2 separate regions of the Mus musculus genome follow, and region 1 is linked to region 2. The links are chromatin contacts, called in public Hi-C maps. All regions are on one chromosome and are shown on one strand. Each heading gives the region's core, a stretch centred on a gene start, on an enhancer-like site or on the middle of the called end of the contact. The rest is flanking DNA. Distances are from core to core; before and after follow the strand shown.

Region 1 (6,583 bases), core at 2,105-4,604, 280 kb after region 2:
GTAAATTACAAATCTAGATCAAGGTTGGCCATTTCAAACTTTGAAAAGATCTGTCAACGTTTATTGTATTTGCTGACAGTATCAACCTCCTTGGCCCTGTACAACAGAACATTTACTCTAGCAGAGCTGTGGTGGCAAACACCTTTAATCCCAGGCTCCAGAGACAGAGATAAGTATCTCTGTGAATTCAAGGCCAGCCTAGTCTATGGAGCTAGTTCTAGAACAACAAGGGCTACCTAGAGAAACTCTGTCTTAAACAACAACAAAAAAACAAACAAACAAACAAACAAACATTTAATCTGTTTTATGGAGTGGGGTGTCAGTTGCCATGTGGTATAGTCTTGCCATCCTGGTGGAAGATAATGAAACCTTGTTGTAAAAACAAAAACCTAAGGGTATACTGAGAATCAACATTTTATCACACCATAAACATGTCGCATAATAGCTTCCTGAAAAGAGACTGTGTGGAAACTGTCACAGACATTCCAGGCAGAGAGTGAAACTATAAGCAGAAGGAGTTTCCTTCCCACCTCAGCTTCTGTATAAAGCCAAAGCAAGTGTTTCCTCTTCCCAGCAAATTAACTTTAGTTACCTGCATCTAAGACACAAACATAGCAAGGCAGAGCAGCAGCACTCTGCTTACATAGCACTCAAGGACAGAGGGCAGAGCCCCAGGCCTCCTAGCATGGAGTTTTATTCTTTGTCTGTGGTCAGATCGCATACTTACAGGCTCATTTGCAGCATTCTGCATAGAAACATTCTTAATGCAGATGCCAAATGCAAAAGGACGGGAAGGATTGGTAACACCATCTTCAAAACGCAGATGGACATCTTGAATTTTTAACTGCAAAGGGGAAAGAAAGGGGAAATACATTTAGATAATTGTTGTGGATAAAATCCTCTAAGTGTGGGCCATATACACACAGACAGATATCAGGGTGCTGAAAATTCCAACGAGACATGATCACAAACCACTCAAGAATAACAGTTCATTGTGATGAATGTTATCTCAGGAAGGCTGCAATCAAGTCCTTCCAGAAGACAATGTAAACATTTTAACCACAACAATAGCAGGGGTATTGCCAGAGTGATGGTTCAGCAGCTATACAAACCTAGTGACACTAGTTCAATGCCCAGAACCCTCATAAATACGAAAGGAAAGGACAGACACCAAAAAGTGTCCTCTGACCTCTACACACACCCCACCCTTGCACATATAACAACAACAATAACAATAAATAATAATAATAAATTAATTTTTTTAAAAGAGGAGAGAGGAAACGAGTAACATCACTGACTCAACGTAACTGCTCTTGCTTGTCTTGTCTATGAGCCCAGGAAGACCTGCAAGACACATAAGGTCTGTGTGACTCTGTGTGTGTCATTCTTCTTGCTCCTGTGAGTGAGAGACGATACTCTGCTTCAGTGAATTACAAAATAACAATGGGACCTGTAAGTAGCTCAAAAGTAGAGTGTGTGGGGCTGGAGAGATGGCTCAGCAGTTAAGAGCACCAACTGCTCTTCCAAAGGTCCTGAGTTCAATTCCCAGCAACCACATGGTGGCTCACAAGCATCTGTAATGGAATCTAATGACCTGTTCTGGTGTGTCTGAAGATAGTGTACTCTAATAAATAAATAAATAAATAAATAAATAAATAAATAAATAAATCTTTAAAAAAAAAAAAAGGAGTGTGTGTGTTTATCATATGCAAGGGCCTGGATTCAGTCAGCAGCACTACAAAACAGAGAAAAAAGATAAACATAAAAACATATGTGGCCAAGAAAGTGTGCGTTTAGCATCATTAGCCATCATAAAAACACAAACTAGGCCACGGAGATGATTTGGTGGGTAAGAATGCTTGATTTGCAAGCATGAGGATCTGAGTTCAATTCTACAGCACCCACACAGAAAGCCAGACAGGGATGGCTACACTTGCCTATAAGGCCAGCATTGACAGGACAGAGACAGACAGGTCCCAGAACCTTGGTGATCAGACCAGCCTAGTCAAAACAGTAAGCTTGTAGCTCAAGGAGAGACCCTGAGCAATAAGGCAGAAAGCAACAGATGAAGACACCTGATACACTGTTCTGGCCTTCATATTCTACAAACTTGTGTGCATGCCCAAACATAAACCACACTCACCACAGAAAAGGAAAATAAAAAGGAAAGTCAAACAACAATAACTTATCACTATATTAATATGATTACCATCACAGTATTGAGGCCAATGTGAGGAAACCAATTCTTTTTGTAAAAATTTTTTTATTATATATTTTCTTTTTTTACATTTCAAATGTCATCCTTTCCTACTTCCCCCTCCGAAAATCCCCTATTCTCCTCCCTCCCCCCTCCCCCTGTTCCCCAACCCAACCTGGCTCTAGCTATATATGTAGCAGAGGATGGCCTTAGTCAGTCATCAATGGGAGGAGAGGCCTTTGGTCCTATGAAGGCTCTAGGCCCCAGTATAGGGGAATGCCAGGACCAGGAATGAGAGTGGGTGGGAAACCAATTTTTAATATTGATGGCAAAATCATAATATGGGCCAATGAGGTGGCCCAGTGGATAAAGGCACTTGCCACCAAGACTGATGATCTGAGATCCAGCCCCAGGGGTCATGTAGAAGAAGAAAACCAAATTGTGCAAGCTGTCCTCTAACTTCTAAATGTACACGTATACACACACACACACACACACACACACACACACACACTTTAACTTTGTTAAAAAGTGATGGTGGGGTGCTTAGCCCTAAATGGCACAGGTACATTACCCCCTCCAAGGCTCAGCACCATCAAGGAAAAAGAGACAAAAAAGATATAAAACCCAGGACTTGGCTTCTCTACATAAAAGAGTACACATAACTAGCAACACCCCAAGCAGAGGCCTCACCATTCCTGTGATTACACTACAGATTAGTGGCCCACTGAGGAAAGACATTTCTGGGGCCAGCAGAAAGCTAGGCAGGCAAGTGTTCTGGCTACCAAGTCTGATGACCTGAGTTTGATCCCCAGGACCCACAGAATAAAAGAGAACCAAATGCCACAAGGAATCTTCTTACTTCCACATGTGTCCCTATCTCCTCCCCACCCCACCCCACCCCCGCCCACCCCGGTAAATAAATAAATGCAAAAAAATCCTTTGTTGTAGAAAATATGTACACGCCTGCACATAAAGCATTGTGCACATATGCCCAAAAATATTACTACATTATAATAACAACCTTTTTTTCTTAAATGGGTGCCCCCAAGTATACCAATCTTTTCATCCAAGTTATGAAACTAACAACCTCAGGTCATACTTTTGGGAAGCATGACACACACTAAGCACACTTGGTCTGGGTTGCCTTGACACTGCAAGAGAGTCTAGAGTCTGTAAGTATGGTTGCTTTGTGACACTGAATGAGGACTCATCCCCTGATCCCACTCGTAATGGTCAAACAAGTGGCCACTGCACGACAGCCCATTAAACTCAGCAAGATACATCAGTGGGAGGTCACAGTTCACACACTAGGCAGTGGGGACCCCACCTCTCTCATTTTGCAGATGAAAAAACTATGACCAGAGAGGTTAGACGATTTGCCCTGAAACCAGTCATTCAGACCTATGTAACCTGGCTTCTGAGGTAAGAAATCCTTTAGCAAGTGCGATTCCAACATTCAAAAAGAAAGTGTGGTAAGTAAGGGGAGGGGGAGTGAAAAGGAAAACGCCTACTCACACCAGCTAAAGCAAGAAAGACCTGTGTCGACCTCACAGGCCAGAACTTGCTTTTCAGTTTTTCCCTTTGGCAACAACCTCTAAAAAGGCACACCTGAACAGCCAGCCCCCAACACTGCACCAGCTAAACCCACAAGAAACGAGCAACTCAGAAGCGAAAACACATCGAAACCTCAGAAACCCTTAATGCGCCCTCATAAAGGTGACAGGACTCACCTCGATATTCTCCACGATTCTCGTGACAACTGATGCAGTGACTGAATACCAATATGGTTCTCCCTTCTGCTGCCGCCGCTCACTCTGCAAGGGAAAGAGCCAGTGTCAGCAGAGGCCAGTGCTTCACCGTTGGGGATGTCACAGGAGCCCCTAAAGCACAGAGGCTCTATGCCTTGCCTTCCATCTCTCCTCCAGGGCCTGAAGCAGCGCTTTCTTACGCTCCCTCTCCAGTAGCTTCTCCTTCTCATCATTGAAGTCCTGGATTTTCTCAGGGCCACCGATTACGTGGAGGCCAGAGATGGAGATCACCCAAGGGTCCACATGGGGGCGGTAAAAAGGAATCTGGAGGGTCACTTTCCCAATCAAGCCTGGAAGGAGAAGGATCCTCTCATCAGACACCTGCACATTTCTCAGCTTTCTCAAAGTATTTCTACCTCCCCGTAAGGCACACAGATTGCTTTTACCATTATTTATTTTGTTAAAAAATCAAAAACTGACAAGTGTGGTGGTGCATTTAGGAAATGCTGAAGAGACAGAGACAGGAGGATCCCCAGTCCAAGGCCAGCAGGAGCAATACCTTGGAGTATGACATTTAGCTCTGGTAGAACTTGGAAGTGCAAAGCCCTGGATCCCATCCCCAGTACCAGAAGGAAGAAAAAAAAAAAAGAACAATCACAAAACAGCAAGCCAGGTATGGTGGTGCATGTCTCTAATCCCAGCACTAAGGTGGCTAAGGCAGGGATGGCAAGTTAAAGCCAGCCTGGATCACAAACCGAGTTGAAAGCTATCCATTCAGGTTCCTACATATGTGAAACAAGTGTTAGGGTAGATCTGTAAGAGCCACTTTAAAATAAAGTACTTAATTAAATAGAACCAATGTATTGGTTTGTTTATGCTCAACCCAGGGAGTGGCAGGCACAATTAGAAGGTGTAGCCCTGTTGGAGTAGGTATGTCTTTGTGCGTATGGGTTTTGAAACTCTCATCCTAGCTGTCTGGAAGCCAGTATTCTGCTAACAGCCTTCAGATAAAGATGTAGAACTCTCAGCTCCTCTTGCACCATGCCTGCCTAAACACTGCCATGCTCCTGCCTTGATGATAATGGACTGAACCTTGAAACCTGTAAGCCAGCCCCAATTAAATGTTGTCCTGATAAGAGCTGCCTTGGTCATAATGTCTGTTCACAGCAGTAAAACCATAACCAAGACAACCAGATACAATGAATTAAACTGGAAAATACCCAGTGAGATTTTTCATATCAAATATGGATTACCTATTATGGAAACACTCTTCCAACTGGACCACATCTTGAATTTCTAAGAGGTATCTTTCTTCCTACCGTACTCACCTACACAGACCCTGGTCACAGAACTCATCACTTAATAATTGGCTGGTTGATGAGTATTTGTTAGGAGTTTTCGCGCTTACATATCTACCAAACATACCCACTGTAAACTAAAATGGACAACACAGTATATGGATAAAGAAACCTAATGCTCACAAGAACTTGGGCTCAGAGCTACCTCGCCTGTAGGTAGCTTCCCTACTTACTTCCCAACTTCTTCCATTTTAGCCAAGCCCTTAAACTCTGTGTAATAAAAGACATCTCACTGAACATGGTATCACATGCCTTTAATCCCAGCACTTGGGAGGCAGAGATAGGAAGATCTCTGTGAGTTTGAAGCCAGCCTGGTAACATAATGTATTTCAAGCCAGCCTAATCTATATAGTGAGCACCAGGCTAGCCAGGGCTACATAGTGAGACAGAGTCTCACAAAAAGCAAGGTAACAGTAGAGCATTGAGAACAGTGTTTTCCTTTGTGTGTGGCTCTGAGGAAAGACCCAAGGCCCTCATATATCCATGCTTGCTCAGCACGTCCTCTACACTGGGCTATAGCCCCTGTCTTCATAGTGGTATTTCTAATGATAAAATATTAAATGACTGACTGTCTAGTCCAAGAGCAAATTAAGAATATGGGTGACTGAGAATGAAGCTCAGTGATAGAATACTTGTTCTGAATGTACAAGGCTCTAGGTTCAATTAGCACCATAGGGGCAGGAGAAAATTTTTATTATTTTACAAAAAAAAAATCATGAAAAATTAGTTTTCTCTAGGAAAATATGACATATATAACCAAGCTTAGATGCCAATTTGAATTAATACAAAGTGGCAGTTATTTGTTTGGTTTGTTTGAGACAAGGTCATACTGCGTTGGGCTTGAATGCCTGACCTTCCTTCTCCTTCCCTGATGCTGGGTTATAGGCACGCTCTGCTATGCCTAGCCACAGTGGCAAGTACTGAATGAGTTTGCAAGAGGATATGAAGCAGTCTGACAGCAAAATAGAACTTCACACATCTTACTTTTTGTAAAAAACAAGGTCGAGTTTGCTAATACAAAAGACATAAAGAATTGGATTTTCACAAATATTAGAAAACGATCAATTTTCCCCCAAAGAGTTTCTCTTAATCCTTCAATGTTCGAAGACTCTTTTTCTAGAAGTAACCAGTGTCAGCATTCTTCAAGTTTTCAGATTCCAATCTGTCAGGGTCTTAGCTGGTGCAAAGACATGCACATATACACAAATAAATAAACATAAAAACAGTTGTAAAAATACAAGATATATAGATACTCTTATGATCTTGTGGTTTTCTGT
Region 2 (7,222 bases), core at 4,483-6,982:
CACCTCCTTGTTTCTGCCACATCTCTGGCTATGCTCACCTGACCCTGGCATTGAGAACCCTGTCTGCCCCTGTATCAGTTCACCAAGAGTTGGCAGAAGCCTGTCCCCACTGCCAGCCTGAGACCTGAGCAACACAAGTCTCAGCCTGAGCACAGGATGGGGTGAGAGTGTGGTTGCATGAAAAATACCCACCTGTGTGCTCTGACCACTGGAGATTAGGAGTACTGAGTGGGATCAAAGGAGCCAGTCTACCTGCTTCTCATGTCTCCAGTCCTAGCAACCAGACCTGCTAAAGAGAAAAGGGCGCTGTCAACAGATGTTCCATATTAGAAGAGGAGGTGTTTTATAGGGGGTGTTGAAATAGTCTGGGGGCTTTGCAGACTTTTTTCCTGTGTCTTGAAAGAGCCACACATGCCCTCCCCACAGGGGTCTCCACCCATCTAAAGTCTGTCTCTCCCTCTGTTTCCTTTGGCCTGGCAAGCTGCCTATGCTGATTGCCTTGTACAGTTCCTGTGCCCCAGACATTCACCAATTGGGAAGACCCTCTAGACCACAGTCCTTTAGGTAATTTTCAACCGTTTCAGTCTAGAACTCACTTTTGAGCTGGGGCAGACCGCAAACTCATGATCCTCCTACCTCTGTCCCCTGAGTTACCAGTGTATACTACCACACCCAGCTCAACATAAACTTGGGTTCTCCACCAGAACAGTTATTTTTCCCAGACCCTGTTCATTCAATTCCTCTGGCTTGTACTCTTCAGAGTTTAAGGGTAGCTCTGTGAATCTGGTATGTGTGTGTGTGTGTGTGTGTGTGTGTGTGTGTGTGTGTCTGTCTGTCTGTCTGTCTGTCTGTCTGTCTGTCTGTTTATATCTATGTTTGTCTTTCTGCCTATCTGTGTGTATGTAAGTATATGTAAGTGTATGTTAGTGTGTCTGTGTATGTAAATGTCTTTGTGTATACTGGACATTTTCAAACTCTGTTCCAGAGCTGAAGGGCTGGGCTAAGCTGGGGGCTCAGTGATAGAGTCCTTTCCCTGGCTTATATTCTCAACATTGCAAAAAACAAAGGAGCTGAAGATGGGTGAAGGGGCAGAGTAGATCAGCAGTGGGCACCAGTACTGGCTTCTGGGATTCAATTGCCCAGACGTCAGTCTCTTTGAAGGGAAGGGATCACTGCAGGTCACTGAGCTTGGGCTTCAGCTGTCTCCCAGTAGCATGGAGCCATCCCTGAACTGAGCAAGGCTTGAGGCCTGCCTTTCTATATCTTACAGTCTAGTTGCAATGGTGGCCAGGAGAGAGCTTTGTAAAAGAAAAACTCTCAGCCTTCATTGCTTGGTGCTGGGTGGAAAAACAGAACGGGCTCAGTGGTCAGCAAGGCACTAGCTGCCTCAGGTCCACAATGAGCTAACTCATGAGGTAGTCTACTGTGTCTGAGTGTGCAAGATCACACAGGCATGTGAATGGGAGTATGTGTGGCAGTGTATACACACACAGTGGCCTGAAAAGGACTTGGAATTTCTCCTGTCCCTCTCTGCCTCACTCCCTTGCGATGGGGTCCATCACTGAGCCTGGAGCTTGCTGTTTTCCAGCTAGGCTGACTGGCCAGCTGCCAAGCAAGGATCCATCCACCAACTGGCCCTGCCTACTTCCACCCCTGGCCCTGGGATTACAGAAGCACATGGCCACATCTCTCTTTTTACATTGATCCTGGGAACCGAAACTCAGGTTCCCACGCTTGCACAGTGTTATAATCAGGGTTTCTTCTGCTGTGATAAAATCGTATAACCTAAAGCAAATTGGGGGAGAACGGGCTTTATTTCTCTTACACTTCTACATCATAGACTCTCATGGAAGGAAGTTAGGGCAGGACCCTAGAGGCAGGAGCTGATGAAGGAGCCACAGAATCATGCTACTTATCGGCTTGCTCTCTATGGCTTGCTCAGCCTGTTTTCTTATAGCATCCAAGACCCCCAGTCCAGGGATGGCACCACCCACAATGAGCTGTACCTTCCCACGTCACTCACTAATGAAGAAAATGCCCTACAGGTTTGTAGGTTTGCCTACAGCCTTATATTACAGAGATGATTTCTCTATTAAATTCTCCTTCTCTCAGACGACTCCAGCTCGTGTCAAGTTGACATTAAAAACCTAAGCCGGCGCACACCGCAAGTGCTCTTACCCACCAAAACATCTCCCAAGTCCCTAGGCAGCCTACTTCTAATTGTAAGGCCAGCAACCTCTTTTCACTGTCTTTAATCGCAAACCAGGAAAGTTGGAAGGCAGCTCCGCCACAGGGTTCCAACTGGCCCTATAGGAGAGTTGTTTCTTGCACCTCCCTAGCTGTGCCCAGCCCCAGCAGGGCTGAGTCATGGAAAAGTTACTTCTGCTCATTTCTCCCACCAAGCCCACAAAGACTCCTTTCACGTTGTCAGGAGGGGGATGAAAAAATAAAAAAAGTGTGGGGCCCTCCGCCCAAGGCTGGGACGAAAATTTTCAAGCTCCTCTCTAGAGTTAGACTTAGTATCTCCTGCATCAAGGAAGCAGAATGGACCAGTACCAAGAGAGAAAGGGGACACATATTCCACACTACAACTTTCTTATTGAAACCAGCCTACTTAGTTGTGCAGCCTTAGCCCCGTGCTCCCCCACCCCTATCTTCCTGGGAACTGAGGTGTAGGGAGGGAAATGGATAAAGACAGTGACAGCTCATCTCTGGAAAGCTGATGCTGGGGGAAGCCTTAAGCTCACAGATACCAGGACCACAAAATCCACATCCTGACAGTAGACCAAGTAGAAACAGGGCCATTGCATCTGGCCAGACCTTGCATCTGACAGTTGCTTTTGGAATTGCCTAGCCGGTTTTTGTTTGGTCGTTTGTTTTGTTAATTTGTTTGGGGGGGGGCAATTCTTTTATTTTGAGTTGTTGTTGTTGTTGTTGTTGCTCCCCTCTGACTCCAGCTCAGACTCAACAGGGAGAAGCCTGTGTGGCCTTGAATGAATTGCTTACTTATCTGTTGGGCCCAGTTTCCTTAATTGCGTTGAGAGGGCACATAACACCCACCTCCCCAGACCATTTGGGAAATTGTAGTGTGTATAAGACACGTGTGAAGATCCACTGGGGTTCACAGTACCTTTCCACCTCTGTCCCAAACATACACCTGTGGGACATGGACAAGGGTCCTCCTGGTCACTCAGCTGGTCTAGCATCTGATCTGAACAGGATGAACACATACGTGTCTTTCTGTGAATGGCTGGATCTCCGTGTGTTAGTAACCTTTGCTATGAAACAGGTAGAGAAGAGGCTGTGATCTTTACAAGTCCTTAGCCTTACATGGAGTGAAAGGCCTAAGCAAAAAGAATAGCTCTTTAGCCCCACCAGTGTTGAAAACGCTAGTAGCTTAGAGGTGCAGTGTCCCATGTTGGCCACTAGGCGTCTCCAAGGATAATAGATGAGGGCAGAAGCTATGCAGCCTTTTGGGGGTCTCCCCTACTTGGTGTCTTGTACATAGGCCTTAGCAACCGCTGGGCGCCAAGAGTCCGACCCTCCCTGACTGCCATTTCTTTCCTGTTGTTTTATAGACCTGGAAGATGGACGAAATGGCCACCATGGTGGGGTGGGATCTAAGGAAGGCAACGGCCAGCCCTTTGGAGAGTCCTTTAGAAAGAAGAATGGAGCCTGCAGGGACTCTTCACTGCAGTTCTTGGCCAAGCCTGTCCTCCACCTCTCTCCTGCCTTCTTGCCAGAGTGGGGTGGGATGGGAAGAGAAATTAGGTCTGGACTGAATCTCTTCCTCCTGTACTTCCTGGCTGGGTAACCTGGGAAATAGGATGACAAAGTCCCCAAGGCGAGGTCAGCTGGAGGGTGGAATGTCAGACCAGATCGCAGGAGCTCCACACAGGAGAACGGCTTCCTTGCCCCTTCATCCAAACCTAAGAGTTCTCATGACAACTTCTCCCCAGAACTACAGTAGTTGGCAAAAGAGGAAGTGATCTCCACCCCCTCCCCAAATCAGCACTTCTCAAAGGGATTTGTTCACACCCAGGCGGGGAATATTAAAAGCACAGTTAGTTCCTTGTGCACCCAGGGCCTGCTGGATCAGTCTTTGGGGCTGAGGCCCAGGACTCCCAGCCTGAACACGTCCAGGGCTGGAAAGGGCTGCCCCAGATTATAGGGCAGGCTCCCTGGCTGTCTCTCCCTCTCCCGCCCAGGGATGTGCAGAGGGGGCGGGTGGCAAGTCTCATCAGCACTTTTAACTGGGCCTGCTTCTCATGACTCACCTCCTAGACTTCCCGCAACAGGCAAGTCTAAATAGCTGGGTCCCGCCCTCCCAACAGGGAGACGTTCTTACAAGGGGTGGGCAAGAGGTTACAAGGTGGGTGCCCAAAAGGTCAGCGGGGTAAGGGCACCCAGAGAGGGGACACTGGATGAACTGAACAGTGGCATAGCTTTGAAGACGTGTTGTTTACAGGCTTCTGTTATTAAGGAAATTGCTGTCAGTCAAGGTAATTCTAGCCCAGATAAGCAATAAATAAGCTCCCAGCTAATCTTATGGGGATTTTATTGGCACCTGGGGTTAGAGGTCCTTTGCCCTGCTCCCCTTTCTCCCAAAGCAAAATCCTGCCTCCCAAGGGGTCCCTCTACCTCAACGTGAGAGACTTCACGTTAATACAACTTCGGATGTACACTCTTTGAAGGAAAATGGGAATCAGGCAATGATGAAACATAACCTCCTGGTCCTACCTGGAGGCAGAAGAATGACCAAGTGACCTGAAATGAACCCTTGGCGACCCAATAGCATCAAGGCATGCGCGAGTTTCCCCTCGGTTTGCCCGGCCGCTCAGGGGTGGTCACCTGGCCCAGGCTGGGAGCCAGGTCTGATACAGCAAGCTGGCTTGCCAGAGTTGGTTGCAGCGTGTTCGAGTTCCGGCTGCGAGCCCTCGGGGACTAGGGCAGCAAGTTCCAGCTTGCAGAAATGAGAAGCGAGTCCCAGGGGAGTGCGAGACGCAGCGAGACCGGGTGCGCGCCTAGGCGCGTGCCCCGCCACGGCGCAGGGGGAGGGGAAGTCGCCGCAGCCACTCAGAGGCACGATAGTGAAGCCTCCCAACAACTTTAACTGTCAATCAGACTTAATGGGGTATTAAAAAAAAAAAAAAAAAAAAAAAGGAGGGGGCGCCCTTTCGGTCCACGCCGCAGCTGCCCCGCGGACGAAGTAATAGGGCGGTGCAGACTAGGGCGTCCTATCCACGAGTGCTCCACAGTACGGGCCCGACCAAGTTGGAAAGAACAAAAAAGAAGGCAATAAATACTAAAGGGGAGGGGGGAAGAGAGGGAGCCACACCGAGCGGCAACTCCCAGCCCGGGCTGCAAGAGAGGGAGGAGGGAACCGGAGAGAGCGGGCGCGCGCGAGGGCGAGCTGTGCACGAGAAGAAACTGACACCCGGACCCCCCACTTCTCCTGCACGGTGCTGGCAATCAGATCGCGTTTAAGCAATTTCCTGAGCCCAAGAATAGCAATGAGTCGGGAGACTTTCGCGGACTGAAATTGGGAGCTGCAATCACTCCCCAGGTTTTGTGTGTGGTGTTTTTGTGTGTGGTTTTTTCCCCCCTTTCTTTTTCTGGAGAAAGTTGGAGGGGGGCGCTACAATTGGGAAACAGCTTTTTTGTTTGTTTGTTTTGTTAATCTTGCACTTTGAAACCGCGGACTGTAGCTGTGTGCGCGCTGTGGTTGGTGCTTTTTTTTTTTTTTTTTTTCGTCCCTGGCCTTGCCTAAACTCTTCTGTCGGTCTGTAAACATTACCTGTGAATTTCCCAGCCGAAACGGCTGTTGGGGCAAGAAACTTCTTGTTAAAACTTCCCACCCCTTGGACTCTCCACAGCCCCTCTCACCGTCCCAATCTTCTGAGACGCTTTTTACCTCTCCGCCAGAGCAGAGTTTATCTTTTTTTTCTTTTTCTTTTTTTTTTCTTTTTCCTCCCATTTTTCCTCGCCCTGTCCTTTACATCTGAAAGGAGATCAGTTCAAGAGTGACCAGGTGGGACGCCTCCTTTTCCTTATTTAGTTTATTATTGTTTGGGGGAGTTTTCTTTCTATCTTTTTTTAATTCCTGTCCGGGGAGTTTTGTCCACCGCCTCCTACCACCTCCCCCTGTACCCCGCTCCTCCGCGCGGAGGATGGTGTGGAAATGGCTGGGCGCGCTGGTAGTGTTCCCTCTGCAAATGATCTATTTGGTAACCAAAGCAGCCGTGGGAATGGTGTTGCCCCCCAAGCTTCGGGACTTGTCGCGGGAGTCAGTCCTCATCACCGGCGGTGGGAGAGGCATCGGACGCCACCTCGCTCGGGAGTTCGCAGAGCGTGGCGCCAGAAAGGTACACGGCGTGGGGGCGGGGTGGCACTGCGACACCTGGAGTGGGCGCTGAGGGTAAAGGGACTCTGGCACGCAGGGAGGGGGAGGCAGTCGTGGGGGGTGTTCCCACCTGCTGCGGGTGCGGAAACCAGCGCCAACGATCTGAAAGTCTCAAGCCACCCACTCCTTGCATCACCTGGGACTGCGAAGCAAGTCGGTTTCATCCTTCATAGATTTCCCGGGCACCGGACTGTGTTTTGGCAGGCCCTGAGTTGCTTGGCTCCCCTGGGATTGGTATCTCGCTGGCTATTTACCCCTACCAACTACCATACCTAGAATACCCACCCATTTTGCCGCATGACTCTTTCTCTAAGGTGTAGTGCCCTCTCTCTCTCTTTGCCCGCACCCTGCCAAGCGCAGGGTGTGCGCGCGCCCCTAGGTAGAGCTGGAAGCCAAACCCCCTGCTAGCTTGCGCTTGGTATTTTGCTTGGCAACTCGCTGCCTAGTCCCAAACAAGCTGAGAGGTTGCAGCTAGGCAGGGACGTGAGATAGGGTGCTCGGTTCAGATTTGTAAAGGAGAGAGTTGACGTGGATGGTCTAGTCCGGCTGAAAGACTGGGAGGCCCAGGTGTTTAAAATTCTGAAAGAGGGGTGAGGGGGTAGCCAGCCGCTGATAAAGAGAGCCCTTGTCCTCACCTTCAACCTTGATTCCCACCCCCGCCCTCTTCATCGGAGGGGATCCTTCTCAGCTGGATTGGAAGGTGGCACTGTGCCCCTCTGACCACTGCCTCTTATTATGTGGGTGACACCAGCTCCCCATGCTCCAGGTTTTGGAGACGTGGTGTTGCAGAGTACTGGAGGGAGAGCCAGCTGTCACCCA

What was found. A called contact is a pair of places that touch in the nucleus more often than the background predicts.
Region 1: a Hi-C map of Th1 cells shows a contact between it and region 2, with 5 times the contacts expected there. The contact joins the enhancer-like site here to the promoter of Dhrs3 in region 2. A contact is called at or near these places in 22 of 39 promoter capture datasets (the 3T3-L1 cell line, 3T3-L1-derived adipocytes, the C10 cell line and 14 more), 7 of 15 datasets of contacts at CTCF or cohesin (CD8 T cells, the G1E-ER4 cell line, the NIH/3T3 cell line and 4 more), 33 of 484 Hi-C or Micro-C datasets (B cells, the Ba/F3 cell line, CD4 T cells and 18 more), 25 of 115 datasets of contacts at active chromatin or transcription factors (the 230-238 cell line, T-cell acute lymphoblastic leukemia, bone marrow-derived macrophages and 16 more) and 5 of 9 other capture datasets (adipose tissue, embryonic stem cells, liver and 2 more).

What each region holds. Positions count from the first base shown.
Region 1 is chr4:145,174,082-145,180,664 of GRCm38.p6, forward strand. Vps13d (vacuolar protein sorting 13D) reads right to left here. Exons shown (of 70, transcript NM_001276465.1): 4 at 4,108-4,298; 5 at 3,931-4,014; 6 at 728-844. Among named protein-coding and RNA genes, the nearest start is that of Vps13d, 18 kb to the right of the region's middle. Within about 2 kb of position 3,355, at least 19 of the 459 cell types and tissues checked have an H3K27ac peak or open chromatin away from gene starts, as enhancers often do. A contact at or near this core is called in CD8 T cells, T-cell acute lymphoblastic leukemia and Th1 cells, where this site is marked.
Region 2 is chr4:144,887,345-144,894,566 of GRCm38.p6, forward strand. It overlaps Dhrs3 (dehydrogenase/reductase (SDR family) member 3), which reads left to right and starts at 5,733. Exons shown (of 6, transcript NM_011303.7): 1 at 5,733-6,365. The coding sequence starts at 6,171. It also overlaps a transcript of Vps13d not described here.